Regions from separate parts of the Danio rerio genome. Here region 1 is linked to region 2. Evidence: chromatin contacts called from public Hi-C data. All regions are on one chromosome and are shown on one strand. The core of a region is the stretch at or near the end of the contact, and the rest is flanking DNA. Distances in the headings are between cores, read along the strand shown.

Region 1 (5,448 bases), core at 815-3,314, 100 kb after region 2:
GGTAAAGCACATCGCATCATCACGAAACGATTAAAATAGAGACAACCGAAGCTAACAAATAACACGATACTGTACATTATTACATTAAATGTCTATACACTCAGGCCTATGTATTTTCATTCATTATATTCGTTTTCTTGCTGAGTGACTGTTGGCATTGTGAATCAAGTGGTCTCGCCACTAACAGAGGGATGACCATCCATAATATAATCGCAAATAATATGCCGCATGTACTCGTGTGTGCGATTGGAATCTAGCATAGGGGCGGCACGCCATCTTTACCAGACTCGGGCAAACTCTGCCTATGCTTTTATTCCACTCCGAAGCCCCAGCTGGCCCTTTTTGGCCCAAGGTATTCGGCCGGCCGAGAAAGGCTGGTAGGAAGGCTCGCTTTGGCCTAATCAGGCCCCGGAAGTACTGTGGAAACGCAACTGACCCTGGCTCGCAATGTACGCTCGCTTTAGGCGCAATAGTGGAAACGGGGCTACTGATGAATGCAAAAATGGCCTTTATTTGGTATGATTTTATGGTACAGTAAAACATATCCGTAAATTAGCAGTTTTTCCGTATTTTGTGATTCATGTTTTTATTTTTTATGTTTATTTATGCTTGTGAATTGCATTGGGACCTTGATCTTTCTTCCAAGAACGTTTCGCCTTGACAAGTAGGAAAAGGTGACTTTTGTTAACATTTTTATTAGTTGAAAGTGATATATTGTCTGGCGTTGGTGTTATATATTACAGTACAAAAACCTGGTTATAAACTACCAGTACATTTTGTTATTTTACAGACTTATCTTTATATTATTTCTTATACATTATATTATTTCAAACTACTGAAATGTCAATCAAAATGTTAAACTGTTTAGAGATTTTCAACATCAAAAGTCGACAGAGCAGAGATCAAGATCACATGATGCAATTCACAACCGCAAATAAATGGAAAGCTGTTAATGCAGAAACAGTTAATTAACATATATATTTTTACAGTGTAGCTTTGAATTAATTCAGTGCATCTTTGCTAAATTAAAATAATAGTTTCTTGAAAAGAAAAACAAAAAAACTGACCCCAAATGTTTGAACAGCAATGTTTGTGTGTTTAAAAAAGTACTGACACTTTGTAAAAGCAGCTGTGCAATATTAGCACAACTTGAGTTAATTTAATTTAAATTGAAAGTGTTTTGGGGAGTTTTAAATGTGTATTTAACTAGAGAGTGTTGCTCATTTACATCATTTATTCCTTCTCATACTGTTACAAAAATGTATGACTTCATATTGTGGAACATGACAAAAATGTAAGTCACAGGTGTCAAAGTCAGCTCCTGTAGGGCCGCAGCTCTGCACAGTTTAGTTTTAACTCTAATTAAACACACCTGATCAAACTAATTGAGTGCTGTAGGTTTGTGTGATATGAACAACTATGTGTGTTGAAGCAGGGCTGCGGCCCTCCAGGAATTGAGTTTGACACCCCTGATTTAAATGAAATGAAGTATAAAACATCAAAAATAATTCCTAAAACAGTCAGAAACAGCTACATTTACATTGTTATGTGCTGCAACATGCCCTAATGTGTGTGAAAGAAAACATAAATAGCAATATATAATGAGTTGGCTTAAATTGAACCAAACCTGCCAAGTGTAAACGCACCATAAATGATTTCTTGAGTTAAACTGAAGTCATGTTTCTTTGCAGTGACACGAGGGTGATTTAATAATGATGGAATTTTCTCATAAAAAAATCCATTAGGTAAAACTAAAAAACATAGTAAATATGTCTTCATGAGAAATGTTACCTGTCTGAGGTCCATGCCAAAATACTGACTTGATAAATTCTGTGTTGGTCAAGAACCAGTTTTAGCTTTGATTAGTTTGTGCGTTTAATGTAGCAGTAGTTTATGGTACAGTACAGTAGAGTAGTTAAACAGTGATTTCTATTTAATCAAGCAAAAAAAAAAAAAAAAAAAAAAAAAAAAGAGGGGAAAATGGCTGCTATCGTGCTAATAATATAACAAGTGAGGTTCTGCAGTTCCCTGAGTGGCCACAAGATGGACGCATTATTATTTTAAGCCCAATGCTTTAGCCTCAGTGTTGAATGCAAATGAAGCATTCGGACGAAAACAAAATGCTGCCTCGCCTCTCAATATTCAAAGCAATGGCACAACGTTATGCATTTTTGTATTTTATTAAGTATTGATGCAATATAGGAGTAAAAACGGAAACTAGATGCAATGTCATTTATATTTCAAGCATTATTTATATACTGCCTTTGCTGATTTAGTGGATATGTAAGTGTTACTTCATCTTCAGTGTACAGTGATCATTTGTGATGATAGCGATCTCTTATTGTGAACAGTGGGACTCGGATGCTTGTATTGAATGATGTTGTATTTTCATTTGATATCTTTTCTCAGTTTTCATTTACTGTGTAGATTTAAGGGACTTACATTGTTTTCACTTACCTGTAGATTATTTGCATGATTTCTTTTGTAAGATTAATGGATTTTCTACTAATGTTCAGAAGTGCTCGTTCTTGTTAAAGAGTAGTTTACTCGAAATGAAAGCTCCGCCATTATTTTCTCATCTCGACGATGACGACGCATTCAACAAGAAATGTTACCGCTTTTATTTCTTTTAGGTGAACTATTCCTTGTAGGTTTGATGAAAAGGACTTGAACGCCTCTGTGATGTGGGTTACAAACTGCTTCAGAACTGTGAGACTTTTTCAGAAAAAAAGGTGTTATGCCACAGACGTCTGACAACAGTGACTTTCTAAAACTGAGAGAGAGAGTAGCTCCAGAGGCTTGTGTCCTACTTTTATTTCCCCTGCGGGGAAAAAGGTGCTGGCAACATTAACACAGGTACCGTTTTATCTTCTCCTTCGCATATCTATTGGAAGCCCATTGTGACTTGGCAATTCGGTGAGAAAAAGTCATAATTGTGAGCTAATAAATTATTACTTGTGGGATACTGTATAAAATTAGATTAGATTGAATTGCGGGATGTGAGTTCTGAGATCTTTTACATTCAAAATTGTGTTTGTAACTTGAATTTGCAAGATACTTTAGATTTTTGAGGGAAAGAACTCAGGATTTCACTTTTTACATATACAAATTTTAAGTTAAAGGCGAAATTGGAGATCTTGAAAATGCTAATGTTAGCCTGATAGCACTAAAAGCTTTCATCCCACTTTTCAAAGCTATACCTCCATAAACATGCATTAGACAACATCATCACTTCAATCCCAGAGAGCAAAATACACTCGGGCCAGGTCTGGCAATATTACCGCCAGCCAGAGACTTGCCACACGGGCCGCCTCATCACATCACATACATAACATGTTACATCCAGGACTTAATTTGTGCTGGAACAAGCCGGATCTGGAACCTCTGAAATCTGATCCGGCACCTCATTTTACTGATCCCCCTCTTCACACGGACACCCAATGTTCACTTTCTTCCGCCACTCCCCAAAATTCGTCCATGACCTCACAATTTACAGATATCACCAGAGACATGACTTTATAGTACAGGTAGTAATTTAAATACCAATTTAATAAAGAAAGTATGTTGTTGATGTTTACGGGCCATTCTCTGTCTGAACAAACGCCATCTCACAGCAATTTGTAAGTTTTTTTATTTAGTAGCTAATTTGTATGAATTTGTATAATCTCATTCTTACAATTTAGTATGATTTGCTTACCCCCAATAATGGGTGGCCTTTAGTGGCATGCCTCCTTTTAAAAATATATATTTTCATATGACTGAATTGGCCACTAACCTGACAAACGTAAAATAAATTTTGTTTCCTCGTGAGATCAAGCTGGTCTGAACCTCGTCTGTGACGCAGGCCTTTCTGAGCAAACAATGTGTGCAATGGGGTATATGCACAGCTAGGGTTTTTCTTCCGGTGGAAGCTTAATGTGATCATTTTCAATTTCATATTGTTTCCTTTTACAACATCGATGTTTTAATGTATAATCAGTTAAATGACCTAAGCATTCATTTAGTTGTTCAAACATAAAACAAGATGAAAGACTCTAGGAATCTAAGATGTGTCTTTCAGCAGGCGAGCGCAGAAACTCCATTGAAAATACTGGGGTAAAGTAAACTGGCATATTTTGAAGAGATGGCAGGGGGGAGTTGAATTTAATGCTGTGCTTCTTGTCCGTTTTGAGAACCACTTTATATTGTATATCTATCAGGGAGTAAAGATGACTGATTTTCAAAGAAATTAGACCTTAAACGTGGCAATTTTATAAAGACAGTTCACCGGAAGCGCTAAAGTTTTCTGGGTGAAACTGAAAGTCCGTGTGCATATAACCTATTACTCATTTTGACATTATGTTATGATTATGTTTTTACTAAACGTTTTAAATAGACAAACATTTCATGCTCCAACACTTTTCACAGAATAATAAAATACATATAAATGCATTTGTACCACATCATGACTGCAATCAGGATGTGAAGAAACCTTCAACCAGTCTAACAAAAATGTTCAATGAATCACCTATTTCACCTTTAACATCTCACTATTTTGACTTTTTCTCTGAAATGTGAGTTTATATGTCTTGCAATGTTTAATTATAAACTATAGATATGTAAAAACACGATTGTGATTTTAAAAAAAAGTTGAATTTGTATGATCAAAGTCAACTTTTTAAAAAACTTTTAGTATTATTATGTGGTGGACAAAAGCTTCCATGCATATCAGTATGTGGTGATTTAAGAGATTCAGCAGAAGTGGACTTGCATCAACATATTTCACAAGACTGAATTTGCGCAAATGTTTATTGTCTTGCATTTAATGAAATTGCCCAATGCTTCTGCCTTAACATGTAACTTGTTTTGTACTTTCATCCTTGCACCTGGCACAAGGGCGAATGATTACCTATTTTCTTTTCTTTTTTTCATTGCTTATTCTTTTATAGCGACCTTCATTGGCACATAGATAAATAAAATGCATCTTAAAGTTCCTAATTACAATTTCATGTTTTGAATTTCTTAACAATGGTTATTAAAAATATATGACAAACGAGCCCAGGAGATCCTGACATGTTCGATTTCTTATCAAAATAGAGATATTTACAACATGAGCACTTTACAAGAAGCATTACAACATTTCAAATCAATCAATTGTGAAATGACTCCATAAATAATCGTTTACGTCAATGGCACTTATTACAAAAATACAGAAAAGCTTCACTAATGTATATCATCTGGCATTAAAAAACATAAAATACAGCAAAATTCAAAATGAATCGACTAACAGCAGGTAGTTTAAGTAAAACACTTCCTTTACCTTTCCTCAATTATGGCACTAGAGAGCGTATGATATCAGTCAGATTCACTTACGACGCAGGTCTCATTTAATGTATTCTCATTTAACAGAAAAGGATTTTAAAATAATGATCGATATGAAGCCTAGACCCTTTAAAGCAATAGCAGATC
Region 2 (5,728 bases), core at 534-3,033:
CACTCTTGATCTAGAACTTGTCTGACAGGTCTTTTTTGTTGTTTAAATTCACAGCAGGCTCCACTGGCACAGCCAGAGTCACCAACAGCATCTGCAGGAGAGGATGCCCGCACCCCACCAGACTCTGGAGAGTCTGATAAGGAGTCCGTTAGTAGCAGTTCCAATGGCAACGGTGACAGCAGTACTACTGGAACCAGTGGGACAACAGGCAAAACCAGTGGTGGATCTTCCAGTTCCTCAAGCTCATCCAGCAACAGTTCAGGAGGAACCACCGGCACAATAGGAAAGGAGAAGGGGAAGAAAGATAAAGAAAAGGATAAGGACAAAGACAAGAAGCGTGCAGACTCTGTTGCCAACAAACTGGGAAGCTTTGGCAAGAGTCTGGGCAGTAAGCTGAAGAAGAATGTGGGAGGCCTAATGCCAGGGAAGAATGCAAGTGGAACTGGAGGCAAACAAGAGGGTCAGGAGAAGAAGAAAGGCTCTCTGAGAGGCCGTAAGGGCAGTAAGGACAGCTCTCCTTCCATTCAAACTGGCTCCGAGGACTCTGGGAAAGGCTCACCCTCCTCAACCAGTGAGCGGCAAAATGGAGGCTACTCTTCGGAAAGTGACCCTTTCAAATACAGCTCGGATGTGAAAGTTAGTCTTAGCATCCTTCGATCTGCTATGCAAGGTGAAAGGAAGTATATCTTCTCTGCGCTCCTTACCACCAGCAACCGGCAGCCGTTCCAAGAAGAAATGATTCAGCGCTACCTGGTCGATGCAGAGGAACGCTTTCATGCAGAACAGGAACAGAGAAGGGAAGCGGAACGGAAAGCAGCAGGAGGTCTTGCCTCGACTACTGGACCCCAGATGAAGAAGGACGGACCTGAGCTGAGCTACAGAGGTTTTGAAAGCAAAGAGGAAGTTACCGATAGCTCGCCTCCGAATTTTAATGCGTTGAAATCATCCTCTTTCAGTCCTGTGATGTACTCTGGTGTGGTCCCAATCCCGAGGCACACCTTTATTGACCATTCTCCTTCCCCAATGACACAGCATCTCCATATGCATCATGGTTATATGGATACACGACGGCAACTGGCAGGAGGATCACCGTCATCTTACCCAGGCCTGCCATCTTATGCTACTCTCCCCAGACATTGCCCTCTAGCACAGGGCCCGCCTCATGCTCAGTACCACCCGCCCTCCGCCAGCTTGGGAAGCCCATCCCGTATCATCACCCCCTGCTTGACGTCTTTTCCTCAAGAGCATGACCCAACTGATTATCCAAGCGAACCCAGCGGAGCCTACACAAACGGATTGCGGGACTTGCGCTCTACTTTGGACAGTCGAAACGGGCCGATGCCCGTGAGGCATTACTCCTTAGGAAGTGCGGGTGGCCTGGCCAACCTGCAGTCCAGCAAATGCCGAACGCCTACGTGCAATTACTACGGCCACCCGGAGACAGGCAACTACTGCTCGTACTGCTACAGAGAGGAACTGAAGAGACGGGAAACAGAGCCAGCCATCCACAGGTTTTGAACAGACAACCGTTGGCCTGTTCCTCTCATAATGGACTCATTGGAGCCTACAGTGTGAGCCACATCATATCCTATTTGTGTGGATCTTGCTTTAAAACAATAGATCGGCCTTTCTGAACCAGGTTATTAGGACTCTGTGTCCACAAATTATGGCCATTGTGGATATGGGACTGCTGTTGTGTTACATTTGCTGTGGCTCATAGGCAGGAGCTTTAAGCTCCTCCCACATTAGCTTGATGTGGTCATCCTCTTACCTGTCTCTTTGTCTCCTCCTTGTGGTGAGAATGTAGAGTACAGGCAATAAACATTTGAGTGTAACGTGCGTCACACAAACACGCCGCATACCCTAAAATACACATTAAGCACAACCAGAAAACGCGTATTTATATCAGCTGCATTTGTATACAAAATAAGACATTTCATGTAGGATTTTAGCTGCAATCCATGTAAGACTTGCCATATTGCGAGTGTAAGGCAACGACACACTGTTAACTTCAAGTGAGTGTTATTCACATTAGCCCAACGCTACAGTACTTTAACTTGCACCCTTTGGAAAGCCATACCTGGTTGGCTTAAATGAGCTAATATGGTGCTTTTTATTGCTTGTTCAACTGACGGAGCTAAACCTTGACAGTCAAAGGTTTCGCTTGAGGTCTTCACATGTCCTTATTAAAAGTCCCAGTTGTTTATGTTCTATTAAGTGTTTCTAGAACATCTAAAAAAAAGTGCAAAACCTTTAAATTCAGCCAAGTGCATGTCCCCGGTTTAGGAAGATCAAATCTGATGTCAATTTTATTTGGGAAATGGTACATCATGCTGAAGTGTTATGTTGGTTAATAAATTAGTAGTAGGTACTCGCAGGTCAAAGGGGGATGATGCTGAAAACCGATTCAAATGTTACTGCTGCACCAGTTTCAGTGGTGTTCCTTTATGATATTGGGGTTAATACCTCAGCATCCCTCAAGTTCACTGGACATAGTAATATCCCTAGATGCATTTTCTCCCCCAGAACAGTCGCTGCACCTAATCAAGCACTTTTCTATTGTTCAGAGGTTGCGCGTGTGGATTTTTTTGAAATGAAATGGACTGTTATGTTGCTGTGCTTCTATTCTGCCACTTTGCTCCGTTTTAGAGGCAGAGCTTGCAGTTCCACTTCAATGGACTGCGGAGGTCAGGGTTCGGCTGTAGATGCCACTGTGTTGTGCGCAAGCTCACTTGTTTCCTAGTTGCCTTTTCAGTCTTAGTTCAGTCCTCCCCCGGGGGACTGTTGAACTGAATTTCCATTTTGTTTGGTTTTTTTGATTGATAGTGCTGATTATAGTGGTGTTGTTGACATTTACGGACGTAGAGGGATGCTAGCAGATCTCTCAATATCTGAATTATTATACGATGCACTCCGCGTCGAGATTTTATGACAAACTTGTGCTTTTAAAATCCTTTTACTGTTAACAGACAATAAAGCCAGCTAGAGGTTCAAGTCAGGCAGAAATGAAAAAAAAAAAAACGCTGTTGTTTACTCACTCCTGCATGTCGTTTCAAACTTGTTTAATAAGAAAATGAGAAAATAGGTCATTGGTTTCTATATAATGAAGGTAAATGCGGACCATAAAATATATATGGTACATTTAAATCCACTATGCGGTAGATAAAAGTGAGAATAGAAGTGATTATGCACAGAAAAGCTTGCCCTCATCTTGAGTATTAAGACAGTGGATTAAAAAAAAAAAGTGAATTTGACGTCTTGACAAAGTACATTTGGTTCTTGTATGTCTCGTAATTGAGAAAAATAACCCTTTTAGGCATGCAAATAAGATTTTGAGAGCTCACTTTGACATGTATTCTGACTTTATTTAAGCCAAATTCGTTTGTTTTATGAAATTTTACCCACTGATTTTATCTGAATGTTTAGTTGCAGCATTTTGACTGTCATTTATTTTCATTATATAGAAAAGAGCAGCATGGACATTCTGCTAAACCTCTTATGTTACAGATTTCACCCCCTGGTTTAACTAAATTGTTTAGTTGCAGCATTTTGACTCCTGTTCATTTTTTTATTATATAGAAAAGAACAACATGGACATTCTGCTAAACTTCTTATGTTACAGACTTTACCCACAGGATTTATCTAAATGTTTAATTGCAGCATTTTAACTCCCATTTATTTTCATTATACAGAACAGAGCAGCATGGACATTCTGCTAAACCTCTTATGTTTTGGATTTTACCCACTGATTTTAACTAAATGTTTATTCGCAGCATTTTGACACCCATTTATTTTCAATACATAGAAAAGAGCAGCATGGACATTCTGCTAAACCTCTTATGTTACAGATTTTACCCACTGGTTTTAGCTAAATGTTTAGTTGCAGCATTTTGACTCCCATTTATTTTCATTACGTACAATCAGAGGTTTAGCAGTTTGTCCATGCTGCTCATTTCTATGTATTGAAAATAAGTGGGTGCCAAAATGCTTTAACTAAACGTCTAGTTAAATCAGTGGGTAAAATCTGTAACCTAAAAGGTTTAGCAGAATGTTCATGCTGCTCTTTTCTGTTACAGATTTTACCCACTGGTTTAACTAAATTATTTAGTTCTAGCATTTTGACTCCCATTTATTTATTTATATATATATATATATATATATATATATATATATATATATATATATATATATATATATATATATATATATATATATATATATATATATATATATATATATATATATATATAATATATTATATTATATTTCATTTTATTCAATACATAGAATAGAGCAGCATGGACATTCTGCTAAACCTGTTATTATGTTACAGATTTTACCCACTGGATTTATATGAATGTTTAGCTGCAACATTTTGACTCCCGTTTACTTTCATTATATATAAAATAGCAGCATGGACATTCTGCTAAACCACTTGTTATGTAACAGATTTTACCCTCTGGTTTTAGCTAAATGTTTAGTTGCAGCATTTTGACTCCTATTAATTTTCATTACATATAATAAGAGGTTTAGCAGAATGTTCAAGCTGCTCTTCTCTATGGAATGAAAATAACTGGATGTCAAAATGCTGCAACTAAACGTTTAGTTAAAATTAGTGGGTAAAATCTGTAACCTCTGTATCCTGCTGCTCTTTTCTGTTACAGATTTTACCCACTGGTTTAACTAAATTATTTAGTTGCAGCATTTTGACACCAATTTATTTTCATTATACAGAATAGAGCAGAATGGACATTCTGCTAAACCTCTTATGTTACAGATTTTACCCACTGGTTTAACTAAATTATTTAGTTACACAATTTTACTCCCATTTATTTTCAATACAAAAGAGCTGCATGAACATTCTGCTAAACCTCTAATGTTACAGACTTCACCCACTCGTTTAACTAGACTTTTAGTTGCAGCAATTTGACGCCTGTTTATTTTCGTTACATGCATGGACATTCTGCTAAACCTCTTATTTTGTGTTTGACAGCAGAAAAGTAAATCCATAAAGGTTAAGAATGACACAAGAGTGAGTAAACACTGTCAGCGTCTTCATTTCGGGGTGAACGATCCCTTTACCCTCTCGTGGCTCATGTCAAATGGGCTCTATAGTACTGTAAGAGGAGTTGCTGCTGATGTTCATTTGTTGTGGGTAAGTGTTCACGTAATGCGCTGGTGGTAGATGTAAGGTGTGTTGTAGTCCGCAACTAACCTTCTGAAACACTCAATACAAATGTAATCAGTCATATGCAAGCAAATATTTGTATAACCGTGTCAGCTCAAGGCCACATCGCTTCTCTAACCTTCCCAAATTTGCATTACTGATTTGCACAATTAAAGATGCTAGATTAGTATCCTAACCTCTTCATGTGGTATCGGCCATGTCTTTATAGCTTTAAATTCTCGAGTTTAAATAACATTCACATTTTAAAGCACTAGATTTCCTACTGCAAAATAAGGATTTTTTTGTCCCTCTTCCTAAATGAAAGCAACATGTTATTCACTCTTGTAACCAATAGATGGCACACTTAGGCCTTGTTTTTTCACCATTACCCCTGTTTCTAAATCAGTGACCTTTAGACACTCGTGGCTAAACGCGTAAATAAATAAGGGACAGAGAGTTTGCTGCTGATTTTGGATTCAGAATTTATGTTTGTTATTTGTTTGTTCATTCAAGAAGATTTGAGTATAATGTAATCACGAAACGCAAGCATTTAATTCAGGG

What was found. A called contact is a pair of places that touch in the nucleus more often than the background predicts.
Region 1: a Hi-C map of embryo shows a contact between it and region 2, with 2.1 times the contacts expected there. The contact joins two enhancer-like sites. A contact is called at or near these places in 2 of 18 Hi-C or Micro-C datasets (caudal fin and embryo).

Annotation. Positions count from the first base shown.
Region 1 is chr16:50,552,412-50,557,859 of GRCz12tu, forward strand. It overlaps a transcript of mtmr11 not described here. Among named protein-coding and RNA genes, the nearest start is that of sv2a, 26 kb to the right of the region's middle. Within about 2 kb of position 2,065, at least 4 of the 62 cell types and tissues checked have an H3K27ac peak or open chromatin away from gene starts, as enhancers often do.
Region 2 is chr16:50,449,483-50,455,210 of GRCz12tu, forward strand. otud7b (OTU deubiquitinase 7B) reads left to right here. Exons shown (of 12, transcript NM_001077744.1): 12 at 55-2,206. The coding sequence ends at 1,518. Among named protein-coding and RNA genes, the nearest start is that of mtmr11, 18 kb to the right of the region's middle. Within about 2 kb of position 1,784, at least 3 of the 62 cell types and tissues checked have an H3K27ac peak or open chromatin away from gene starts, as enhancers often do.